2 separate regions of the Mus musculus genome follow, and region 1 is linked to region 2. The links are chromatin contacts, called in public HiChIP or PLAC-seq maps. All regions are on one chromosome and are shown on one strand. The core of a region is the stretch at or near the end of the contact, and the rest is flanking DNA. Distances in the headings are between cores, read along the strand shown.

Region 1 (5,417 bases), core at 2,500-4,999, 110 kb after region 2:
AAGAGTATTCTTTTAAAAATATTTACTTTATTTTGAATAAAATGGTTGCTAGGCAATTGGTTTTAAAGCATATATGTGGGAATAAAACAGAATACAACAAACTCTAACTTAACCCTTCCCTTCTGTTTTAACTCATTTCTCCAGAGAAAACCTCTTTCACATTCAAGTCAAGCAATTCATCTGCAATCCCCGCACTCTGTGTGTGTATGTGTTTATATATGTATATATATGTGTGTGTGTGTATATATATGTGTGTGTATGTGTATATGTATATGTGTATATATGTGTGTATGTGTATATGTGTATATGTGTATATATGTGTGTTTATATGTGCATATGTTTATGTATATATGTCTATGAGTGTATATGTATGTGTATATGTGTACATACATATGTGTGTGTGTATATATGTGTGTGTATGTGTGTGTGTAAGTCTGTATTGACTTTAGGGCACCTTCCTCCCTTGCTCGAGACCTTACGTTTCTGAGATAGTGTCTGTCATTGAATCTGGCTCTTGCTGTTTATGCTTGCTTTTTCCTTTGAGCCCCAGACTTCTACCTCTGTCCCTCAGAAGTGAGTTATCGGCACCGACTGCCTGGTTCTTTGTGTGTGTGCTAGGGTTCTGAACTCAAGCCTTATGCTTGAATGGCAAGAATTCTACTCACCTAACCATCTCTCCTGCCCTCTGCTGTGTGTCCAGCTCACGGGAGGGGCAGCTCCCTGTTGGACAGCTTGGTTATTGAGTTCCACTCCCTAGAAAGAGGATTGTACACTCACACGCATTCTGTCCTGCTTTTCTAGGCCCCCTGCCCCTCCGATGCTTGGCTAATGAAGCTCTAGTTTAGATGATTTATAGGGATCCAGTTTGACTTAGCTATTGTCATCCTGGGTGTGACCACTTTCTCACCTACCAGATGGCCTTAGGACACACTAGAAGCTCTGTAGGACAAAGTGTTCTGGCCACAGATGACCCAGACCTCGACTCTTCCTCCTCTACCTCTTCTTTTCTTCTGTCTGTCTCTCTCTATCAGTCTCTCTGTCTGCTTACGTCCCAGGCCACCCCACCCCCCACCCCAACTCCTGAGTACTGGGATTAAAGGTGTGTACAACCATATCTCTCCCTTTCTCTCTCTCTCTCTCTCTCTCTCTCTTTTTCTCTTTCTCTCTCTCTTTCCCCACCCCCATCTATAGCCAATACTTATCTGGAATCTGCTATGTAGCCTAGTGTTATGGGAAATATTAAAAAAAAAAAAAGAAAACTGACCGGCAGGCTTCCCATGCTACCACCAGCATCCAGTGGCTGCATGCCAGGTGATCTCAGCTCCGCCTCTCTGGGCCGGAGCTCCTGAGTCCCTTGGCGGATCGTTGCCACACCAGTCCCACACAACGGCCATCCACCCATCAACCCAGTCAAAACAAAACCATAGAAGCTTATAATTAACCAAACATTTTTATATAGCAATAAATTCTCGATTCACAAGATGCCAATACAATAATTTCAGAACCAATTGATAATGATAAAAGCTGTCCATCTAGATTAGACAAATATCCCAATGATATTTCTATCTTTCGTGTCATAACTACCTGTGGCTAATTAAAGCCATGCTGGTTTAGGTTCTTCTTCCTGTTCGTCCGCTTCCATCTTGGCCTCCCTCCTTCTCCCTGAGTCGCTGGCTGACTTAAAACTCATAATTTTCTGCCTTGGCCTCTCAAGACCTGGGACCACAGGCATGAACCACCATGTTTGATTACACCAGTGATTTCTCAGCTGATGCCTGACAAGAAGGCCGAGTATATTTCAGTTGGTTCTAGACTACTCTGTCTTGCTCACTGGAGAGTCCTCCTCCTCTTGCCTTAAACTGTGGAGATCATATTTTGTTGCTACTCAAAACACACTTCGGTCCTCACTAATGAATTGCATTTGACACAACACAGTCCTGAACGTGCCTGCCTTTGTCTGGTTTCCTGATGTCTCTCTGCCTTTGGCAGCCTGTTTTCTTGCACTATGGTTTTCTGAAGCAACAGTTGCATAAATACTGTTTACTGCTAAGCAGAGTAGTACTCTCTAATTACACATTAATTCTTACACTTAATAGAATTTTTCTTGTCTTTCCTGGAGCTAATGATTGCCTCTTTTTGGGGGTTTTTGTTTGTCTAGTAATAGCCAAACTCTCTCCCATGTCTCCAGAGGTCTGAAACACTGCTCAGAGCTTTTGCCCCACTGATAGCTACCAACTCATCGGGCGTGTACTTTCCCAATCAGACATCCTCTTGGGTCCTCTGACCCCATACTCAGAGTTGGCCGGTCTCCTGGTCAGCTGCCTAGTCTCTTGCTCTTTCCTTTGCTGAGTTCCTGCGAATTCTTATCTTTCCCATCTCTGACTCTGTCTCTCTGTTGCCGTATTTCAACAGAGCATATTTCCAGTGTAGTTTCTGAGAAGGGATGCCTGAGAGATAATCGCTTCTGAGATTTTTTTTTTTGAAACAGAATCTTTCTTATGTGCTTCAGGGCTGAGTTCCAGCTCACTGAGTGACCAAGGATGATCCTTCTGTCTCCACCTCTCCAGTGCTGAGAGGGGTGAGCCTCCTTATGCCAGGTTCATACGGGGTTGGTGATCTAACCCAGGACTTCATGCATGACACAACACTCTCAGTGGAGCGACATCCTCAGCTTCTGAAAACTCTTCTGATAATCAGAAACAACAATAAAAACAAACATCCCCACCCCCACCAATCAACCAGCCAGCCAACCAACCAGCCAACCAACCAGCCAGCCAGCCAGCCAGCCAAGCAGAAACCTCTTCATTCTCTGCTTACTCTTGCCGTGGTTGGTTTATAATCCTCACTGGGAGTTTGGAATGTTACTCTACCTTGTCATCTGCTTTCAGTATAATTCTTGATGCCACACTGACTCCCAGCCTTCTCTGGGGTCTGTGTCCCCGACCTCCACGTTTCTACACGCTTCTAAACCTTCAGGATCCCCTTTGTATCCCAGGACTCTATATGTGCAATGAGGTTGGATTTCTCCATTCAGTATGTGCATCTGATAGGCCTTGCATGGTGATTTATTTACACTTCAGAATGATATTTTCTGCTTTATCTCTTTGATAATGTCTGCTACTCTTTTTTTTTTCTTATCCTACCCCCTAGAATTCCCATTAGAAAGGAGACTTCTTTTTACAAAAAATTCATTTATCAGCTTTATTGTGTGTGCTCAGGATGTGTTTGTGAGTGTGAGCAGTGCTTTTGGCGTGTGTGCGGGAGTCACGCAACAGTTTCTTCGAGTCAGTTCTGTCCTTCCACACTGGGTTTCAACTCAGGCTGTCAGGCTTGAGTGACAAGTCCCTTTAACCCCAGAGCCATTGCTGGCCCTTGAAATAAGACTTCTTAAGTTTTGTCTACTTTTCTTCTCCCTCGCTGTCAAGTTCTACAGAGAAGCATGGCAGCGGGACTTCAGGTGAGCCGTCCTTTAGTAGCGCAGGCCGCCCGCATCGGGAGAAGCTGGGGTAGGAGAGTCAATAGCCCACAGAGGAGATTTCTTACTTCCTATACTTTGAACAGAGAGGGGTCTCTGGCTAGCGGATAAGACGCTGCTATGAGGTGACTATGCTGTGGGACTGTCTCTCCTAGGAGCAAAGTGAGATCACAAGCCAGCCTGGCTGGGCGTGTGGGCGGTGGCAGTGAGGGCATCCAGTCACCCTTTCCAACCAGGTGGCATCTGTGTTCTAAAGGTCACAGTGAGGAGCCTGTCTGCGGTGGAGAGAGGTGACAGAGAGGCTAAGCCCCCCTCTACAGTCACAGCATCTGCGATCTGTCTGTATCTTCTTGCAACTTCTGTGGGATTTCCCCAGTATTGCCCAGTACTGACTACTTCCGGTGGGGGTTGGGGTGGGTGCGTGGTAACTTTTTGTTTTTAAGACTTTGTAATTTGGTGCACGGAGCCCTTGCCACGCCCAGCTGAGTTTGATGGCATCAATTGGCTTCTGGTGAAGGATGCTGGGGGAGCGGGGTTTGGGGGGACGAGGAGGTGGCAGGGATGTAGCAGCGCTGTCAGCTGTCACGTAATCGCAATAAGGGTGCCGGAGTTTAGAGGTGCACTTTTGCCTCTCCTCGGATGAGACTGTCTCATGCATTTGTGAACCAAAACATGGAACTGGTTTCTATTTTTAAAAAGACCTTGTCAGCAATCCTAATACTGCTATCAATATAGTCATTGATAAAGCTGCATGTGCCGGTGTTTTGATTGGACTGGTGATAGTCCTTTCCCAAATATGTCTTCAAGCAGTTTTATCTGAAAACCCAAGGGTCAATAAATATTGGATTTAGAATAGTGTAATGATATAGTCTGTTTGACGACTACAGATTTCAATTGGATTTTATTTACATTCTCCAATCAAAATAGTTAGTAATATATTTTTGATGAGCTTAATTTTGAAGAATCTTATATTTATAAACTCAAAAACCAAAAGACAGAAGAAACATAGTGGTATAAAAACTTTCCAGGTGGACCTAAAAGATGATGAAAAAATAGACTTCATATTAAAAATAACCCTAAGATGGGCTATTATCACTGAAACTGAAGATAAAAGATGTGTCTGCCACAAGTAAAGAGCATATCTGAGCAATGATTTTTGTGAATGAAGCAACTATCAATAACGAGTGAACATTGATAGAGATTCACATACTGCGACTTAGAACCGATAGGAAAACAAACCAGAGACCTTCCCCTCTGCATCATGAAAACCCCTTTCCTGCAGACTGACCCGCTATGTGTATGTATATATGTATGTATGTATGTATGTATGAATATATATATATAACATATATATTATATATTCCTTAATATGTTGTTTGCTAAAAATCTATATACAATTTTCTTTTTAAATAAAATTTAGCTGAAGACAACTGTACAACTGTATTTTATTAATAAACTGAAATCAACCAAAATAAAACTCATTTTTCCCCCTGCTTCATTAGAAAACGAAATACTGTATTCTTTTTTTATACATTCACTATTTTCTGCTGTTTTTTTTTTTTTCTGGGTACTGAGGAGGAGTTTTGTTCTCTTCTAGTTTGTCTTTTTACTCTGTTCCCTGCATTTTTTTGTTTTTTTGTCCCTCCCCATCCCTTCCCCTGTCCCCCAACTCCTGTCTCCGATTCTTTCTTCAGTCCACTAGAACCCATGCTCCACCTCCATCCCCACCCCAGGCTCTCGTCCTAACCTTGGTTTTCTTTAGCTTTTTTCTTTAAATTTGAGGCTCGGCTCTAAGGCCTGGTGACCCTTGGTTGGTCTGCAATATTCAAGAGGGTGTGACTTTCAGACCATTGGCTCATTTCCCCACCAGCAACCCTCAACTTCAGCCCCTGTGAGTATCTTCTCTGGAGTGGTTTGCCTCCTTGGAAAGAGATTGTCCTGG
Region 2 (5,953 bases), core at 589-3,088:
CTTGTAACTAAGTGTTCACAACTTATTCATGATTTCTTCCACCCTGCACCGTTTGAAATGTGTATACATAAATGTTTTTCGTAAATTGCTAGTTTAACGTTTTGATAATGGAGTCATGCTATTTTATTTTAAAAGCTCAACCAGCGTATCCTTCTTTTACCTGCAATAATGGAGCTTGGTTGAGTCTTATTGCATTAATGAGTGGCCCATCTCACTAGCATTTCAGGGACGCATTCTATCAACTGAGTTTCCCCCTCCCCCAAGTGTGTGTGTGTGTGTGTGTGTGTGTGTGTGTGTGTGTGTGTGTGTTGGAGAGCAACATGCTGGTAAAGGAGAGACATTTTGTAGGAGACTGACTGCCAAAGTTAACTTCAGCATGTTACGTAGTGATGTGTGCAGTGTGTCATGGGCAGTGTGTGAGGTCAGAGGATAACTTACAGGACTTGGTTCTCCCCACTCCCACCTCAGCAGCCAAGCCGCAGCCTCTGCCCGGGTCTTCCTTGATTTCAAATACTTTTGAAAAGTATTAAGTTTTGGTGTGACTGGTTGGGTGACACCTAGAGACACCTTCCAGAGGGCCAGAAGCTTCCTGGCACACAGGAACGTGACTGAGAGACACGCGGAGTAGTCCACACTATTCCTGTCTCAGCTTGCCTTCAGCAAGTCCCTAAAATGCCCTTTCCCTAGGTGCAGAAAACCACTCTTCTTTCCTTGGCTCTTGACAGCATGGCTGAAATGGCAGCTGTGGCCATTTCAGTCATTCTGGGTGATGGAGACTAAAGCATGCCCAACAAAAGTAGAGATAAGAGAAGCATCCTTTGAGAGGGGAAGTGGGAGAGAGTAATTTTGATGGCATCCTTAGATCCAGTTATAACCAGCATTGAAGTTAGCTTTTCAGTTACACGAGCTCTTCCCTTTTCCCTTCTCTTCAGGTCATCCCAACTCCTAGAACCTGGTGCGTGGTAGGCACTAAATAAGTATTTGTGAAATGCAGGAGCAACGTGAGCTGTTAATCTAATTTTTAAAAAAGATTTATCTCTTTATTATATGTAAGTACACTGCAGCTGTCCTCAGACACACCAGAAGAGGGCGTCAGATCTCATTACAGATGGTTGTGAGCCACCATGTGGCTGCTGGGATTTGAACTCAGGACCTCTGGAAGAGCAGTCTGTGCTCTTAACCACTGAGCTATCTCTCCAACCCCCTAATTCTTTATTCTTTAAATTTTTATTATTATGATGTGTGTGTGTGCAGATGTGTTATTATGGCCTGTATGTGAGAGGCAGAGGACCATGAGTAGAAATCCATTCTATCCATTCTCTCCTTCCTCCATAGGAATACTAGGGATCAAGCTCACATCACTCAGTGTCACATTGCCAGTGCTGGCTCTGTTACTTCAAAGCAGAGGAGTTCTTACTAAATCAAGAGGATTAAAAGTATAAATACATGTGCACGTAGGTGTGGAAGTATATATATATATGTACATATTTATGTGTATATACAATTATAACCATGTGTGATGGTGACTCTTGATTGTCATCATAACTGGATTTAGAATCACCTAGGAGATATGTCTCTGTGACCAGACAACACACACTTCTTTCTGTCGCCAACGCTCTAATTGAGCTGCTGTAGTCTAACTTGTCACGACGGACTAACTCTCCAACTGCAAGCCAGAAGAAGTCCTTCCTTCCTTAAGTTGCTTTTCTGCACAAAGTGAGAAAAAAGTAACCAATAAGCCAAGGTGGAACTGAAGTGCTACCAAGCAGTGCTCGATGTTTTCTGTTGATAAGCTCACAGGACGGAGCAGAGAGGGAACCCCAGAACAGGAAGGATGCACTGGGCATGCGCAGAACTCAGAAGTGCTGTGGTCCTCCTGCCTGTCAAATGATGGTCACGGGCACAATGTTGAACAGACCGAGTGGGTTTTGGAAACTTTAGAACTTTTTGGTAGCCACAAAGGAACCAATGGAAGATTGAGAAGGAGGTGAGGTGTTACCCGTTACACAGTTTCAGCAGCAAACCGGAAGCTTCTACCTTAACTGTTATACACTCCTACATAGTAGGGACTCAAGACCACATAGCACATTAGACAAGATGTTTAGTGAAAGAGCTTTCGAATTTATGCCATGTAGGCCACTTTTATGACTAGTCATTTTCCGATGATGGTCTGTGGTTAGACACAGTCATTCTCAAAAACATATTTGTAATTTCTGGTACTCTAAAATAGAAATGTGTAGGCCCAAGGGAAGACAACGGAAGCAAAAGAAGAAAAATCTAGAGAAAGCTTTTTGGTGTAGATCTGTTGTTTTTTTAAAGATGAGTTTAATAAAAAAATATTTAAGTATTAATCATATATTTAGTATTGTGAATAAAGTATTTAAGTGTTTACCAGTATTAAAGTGATCAAATAAATTCAAAGAGACATGCCTTTCAGAAGAGACAGGAATTGAGTGAGCAGTTCAGAAACTGGAGTCTGTTATGAAAACTGGCTGGCACCATTTGTTGAAAATGCTGTTTTTTTTCCCACTGGATGGTTTTTGCTCCCTTGTCAAAGATCAAATGACCATAGGTGTGTGGGTTCATTTCTGGGTCTTCAATTCTATTCCATTGGTCTACTTGTCTGTTGCTATACCAGTACCATGCAGTTTTTATCACAATTGCTCTGTAGTACAGCTTTAGGTCAGGCATGGTTTTTCCACCAGAGGTTCTTTTATTGTTGAGAAGAGTTTTTGCTATCCTAGGTTTTTTGTTATTCCAGATGAATTTGCAGATTGTCCTTTCTAATTTGTTAAAGAATTGAGTTGGAATTTTGATGGAGATTGCATTGAATCTGTAGATTGCTTTTGGCAAGATAGCCGTTTTTACTATATTGATCCTGCCAATCCATGAGCATGGGAGATCTTTCCATCTTCTGAGATCTTCTTTAGTTTCTTTCTTCAGAGACTTGAAGTTCTCATCATACAGATCTTTCACTTCCTTAGTTAGAGTCACGCCAAGGTATTTTATATTATTTGTGACTATTGAGAAGGGTGTTGTTTCCCTAATTTCTTTCTCAACCTGTTTATCCTTTGTGTACAGAAAGGCCATTGACTTGTTTGAGTTAATTTTATATCCAGCTACTTTATTGAAGCTGTTTATCAGGCTTAGGAGTTCTCTGGAGGAATTTTTACGGTCACTTATATATACACTATCATATCATCTGCAAAAAAGTGATATTTTGACTTCTTCCTTTCCAATTTGTATCCCCTTGATCTCCTTTTGTTGTCGAATTGTTCTGGCTAGGACTTAATTTGCTAAACACATGAAACTCAAGAAGAATGAAGACCAAAGTGTGGACACTTTGCCCCTTCTTAGAATTGGGAACAAAGCACCCATGGAAGGAGTTACAGAGACACAGTTTGGAGCTGAGAGGAGAGAATGGACCATCTAGAGATTGCCATATCTGGGGATCCATCCCATAATCAGTCTCCAAACGCTGACACCATTGCATACACTAGCAAGATTTTGCTGAAAGGACCCAGATATAGCTGTCTCTTGTGAGACTATGCCGGGGCCTAACAAACACAGAAGTGGATGCTCACAGTCAGCTATTGGATGGATCACAGGGGCCCCAATGGAGGAGCTAGAGAAAGTACCCAAGGAGCTAAAGGGATCTGCAACCCTATAGGTGTAACAACAATATGAACTACCCAGTACCCCCCAGAGCTCGTGTCTCTAGCTGCATATGTATCAGAAGATGGCCTAGTCGGCCATCAGTGGAAAGAGAGGCCCATTGGTCGTGTAAACTTTATCTGCCTCAGTACACGGGAACACTAGGGCCAAGAAGTGGGAGTGGGTGGGGGACTTTTTGGATAGCATTGGAAATGTAAATGAAATAAATATTTTTTTTTAGGCTCTCCGCTTATGAGTTTATTATTTTTACCATTCAAAAGAAAGTTCTGGATTTACGGCCTCCCCTTCTAGCCATTTAGCTCTCGGATGCTGAGAGAGTGGGCTGAGGGCATAGATCAATTCACATCTAGGGGTTTTGGTCATTGGGGTCACACTTGATCATAACTTTCAGCCCCACTCCCTTTTTGGCTGTTTCAAAGGCTTCAACTGCCTTCTCCAGGGGGAATCTGTGGGTAACTAAGGGCTTTACATTCAACGTCTTTGATGCAAGCATGGAAATTGCCATCGGCCACGTGTTGCAGTATCGAAACACGCCTTTGATATCCACTTCCCGAATGGCTGCGTGCACCAGGGGTAAATTGACCATCTCGGCGCCCATTCCCACAATCACCAAGGTCCCACCAGAGTGAGTGGCATAGATGCCCGTCTGGATGGAGGACTCGGCTCCTGTGCACTCAATGGTAACCTCCGGCTTGCTTCCCAGCAGGCTTTCCACCTTACTGGCAATTTCCTGAGGGGTCTCTTTGCCAACCTGGATGGTAAAGTCTGCTCCAACTTCCTTGGCTTTGGTCAACCGAGAAGCGGATAGGTCAGTCACCACAACTTGAGCAGCTCCCATTGCTTTGGCCACAAGCAAAGTGACCATCCCAACTGGCCCAGCGCCACACACAAGGACCTTGTTCCCCAGGGAAACTGAACCTCGACGGCAGGCATAGATTCCCCACAGAGAGAGGTTCAATCAGGGCCCCTTCTTCAAAAGTGACACTGTCAGGAAGCTTGTAGCAGAAGTCAGCATTGTGCTTGTAGAAGCGGCAGAGGTTTCCATCATCCGGGGGCGTGGCACAGAAGAAGATAGTTGGCGTCAGGTTGTACCGGCCAATCTTGCAGTGCTCATCTACTTCTCGGGGAACGCCAGGCTCGATGGCAACCCGATCTCCTGGTTTCAGATGTTTCACCAACTCTCCTACTTTTGTGACTGTTCCAGCAGCCTCATGCCCAAGCACCATTGGCTTTTTCACAACAAAGTCCCCAATTCGTCCATGCTCCCAGTAGTGAACATCTGAGCCGCAAATCCCCACCGAGTGCATCTTTAGTAACACATCATTTGGGCCGAGCTCAGGTATTGGGTAGTTCTCCAGGCGGATGTCTCCAGGTCCGTGCACCACCAGGGACAGGTTCTTGCCCTTAGCTGGAGCTGCCATGTTGCTCTCTTGCTTCGAGGTGTCCGCTGGACCCGGCGGGGAGCTGGTGGTTCTCGAAATAAATATTTAATAAATAAACAACAACAAAAAACATGAGTTCAAAATATATAATTTCTCACCAATGCAAAATAAAGAGGATAAAATATGAAAAAAAAAAGAAAAGAAAACTGGCTGGAACCTAGGGTTAATAAAATGGGCTACACTGTGGAGCATAGAGGGAGTGGCAAATCAGCTGAAGAGTTTGGAGAAAAAATTCATAAGAAATTCATAAGTAATTAAGGTGTGGTATATAATGCATTTTATAGACTTGGCTAGCAATGGCTTGGAATGCTATAAACATATCGCCTTTGTTTAATTTCTCTGTAACACTTTCTTCTTTCTCATGTATGTAAATGAAAAGTAGGATTTTCTTATGATTTTGAATACTTGGAGCAATTTTATATTTCTATTCCTAAGATGGCCTTTTATTTCTTCCACATTTGCATCAATTTTGCTCTCTTTTGAAGTACAGTACCTTTTATAAAGATGCACTTATCATGTAGAAATGACTTTTTAGAGACTGTAATTTTTTTTCCCTCTGTCCTCACCTAAAATTGTCCACCCCCTTCCCCGCCTCCAGCCGGCTTTGATTTCTCTGAAACAGGAAAATGATGGTAAGTGTTTCTGGTTACTTACCGGGAGGAAGGATACTTTGTTCTATACAGTCCTCAGCCTTGGAGGTGGAGAGTGCAGGGAGGATGGGGATGGAGGAGACAGGGGGACCAGTGTGAGGGGGAGATGCTGGGAGGGAAGAGACTGGGGGACCGGTGTGAGGGTGAGATGCTGGGAGGGAAGAGACTGGGGGACCAGTGTGAGGG

What was found. HiChIP or PLAC-seq counts read pairs in DNA pulled down with a chosen protein or histone mark.
Region 1: a contact with region 2 is called in a BATF HiChIP or PLAC-seq map of CD8 T cells, with 28 read pairs. The contact joins two enhancer-like sites. A contact is called at or near these places in 14 of 39 promoter capture datasets (3T3-L1-derived adipocytes, the C10 cell line, the HPC-7 cell line and 10 more), 1 of 15 datasets of contacts at CTCF or cohesin (CD8 T cells), 2 of 484 Hi-C or Micro-C datasets (bone marrow-derived macrophages and regulatory T cells), 11 of 115 datasets of contacts at active chromatin or transcription factors (the 230-238 cell line, CD8 T cells, the HPC-7 cell line and 7 more) and 4 of 9 other capture datasets (adipose tissue, liver, macrophages and 1 more).

What each region holds. Positions count from the first base shown.
Region 1 is chr1:153,719,807-153,725,223 of GRCm38.p6, forward strand. It overlaps C230024C17Rik (RIKEN cDNA C230024C17 gene), which reads right to left. Exons shown (of 3, transcript NR_046171.1): 3 at 1,434-4,291. Among named protein-coding and RNA genes, the nearest start is that of C230024C17Rik, 15 kb to the right of the region's middle. Within about 2 kb of position 3,750, at least 29 of the 459 cell types and tissues checked have an H3K27ac peak or open chromatin away from gene starts, as enhancers often do. A contact at or near this core is called in CD8 T cells and regulatory T cells, where this site is marked.
Region 2 is chr1:153,615,578-153,621,530 of GRCm38.p6, forward strand. It overlaps the pseudogene Gm6652. Among named protein-coding and RNA genes, the nearest start is that of Rgs8, 34 kb to the right of the region's middle. Within about 2 kb of position 1,839, at least 30 of the 459 cell types and tissues checked have an H3K27ac peak or open chromatin away from gene starts, as enhancers often do. A contact at or near this core is called in CD8 T cells and regulatory T cells, where this site is marked.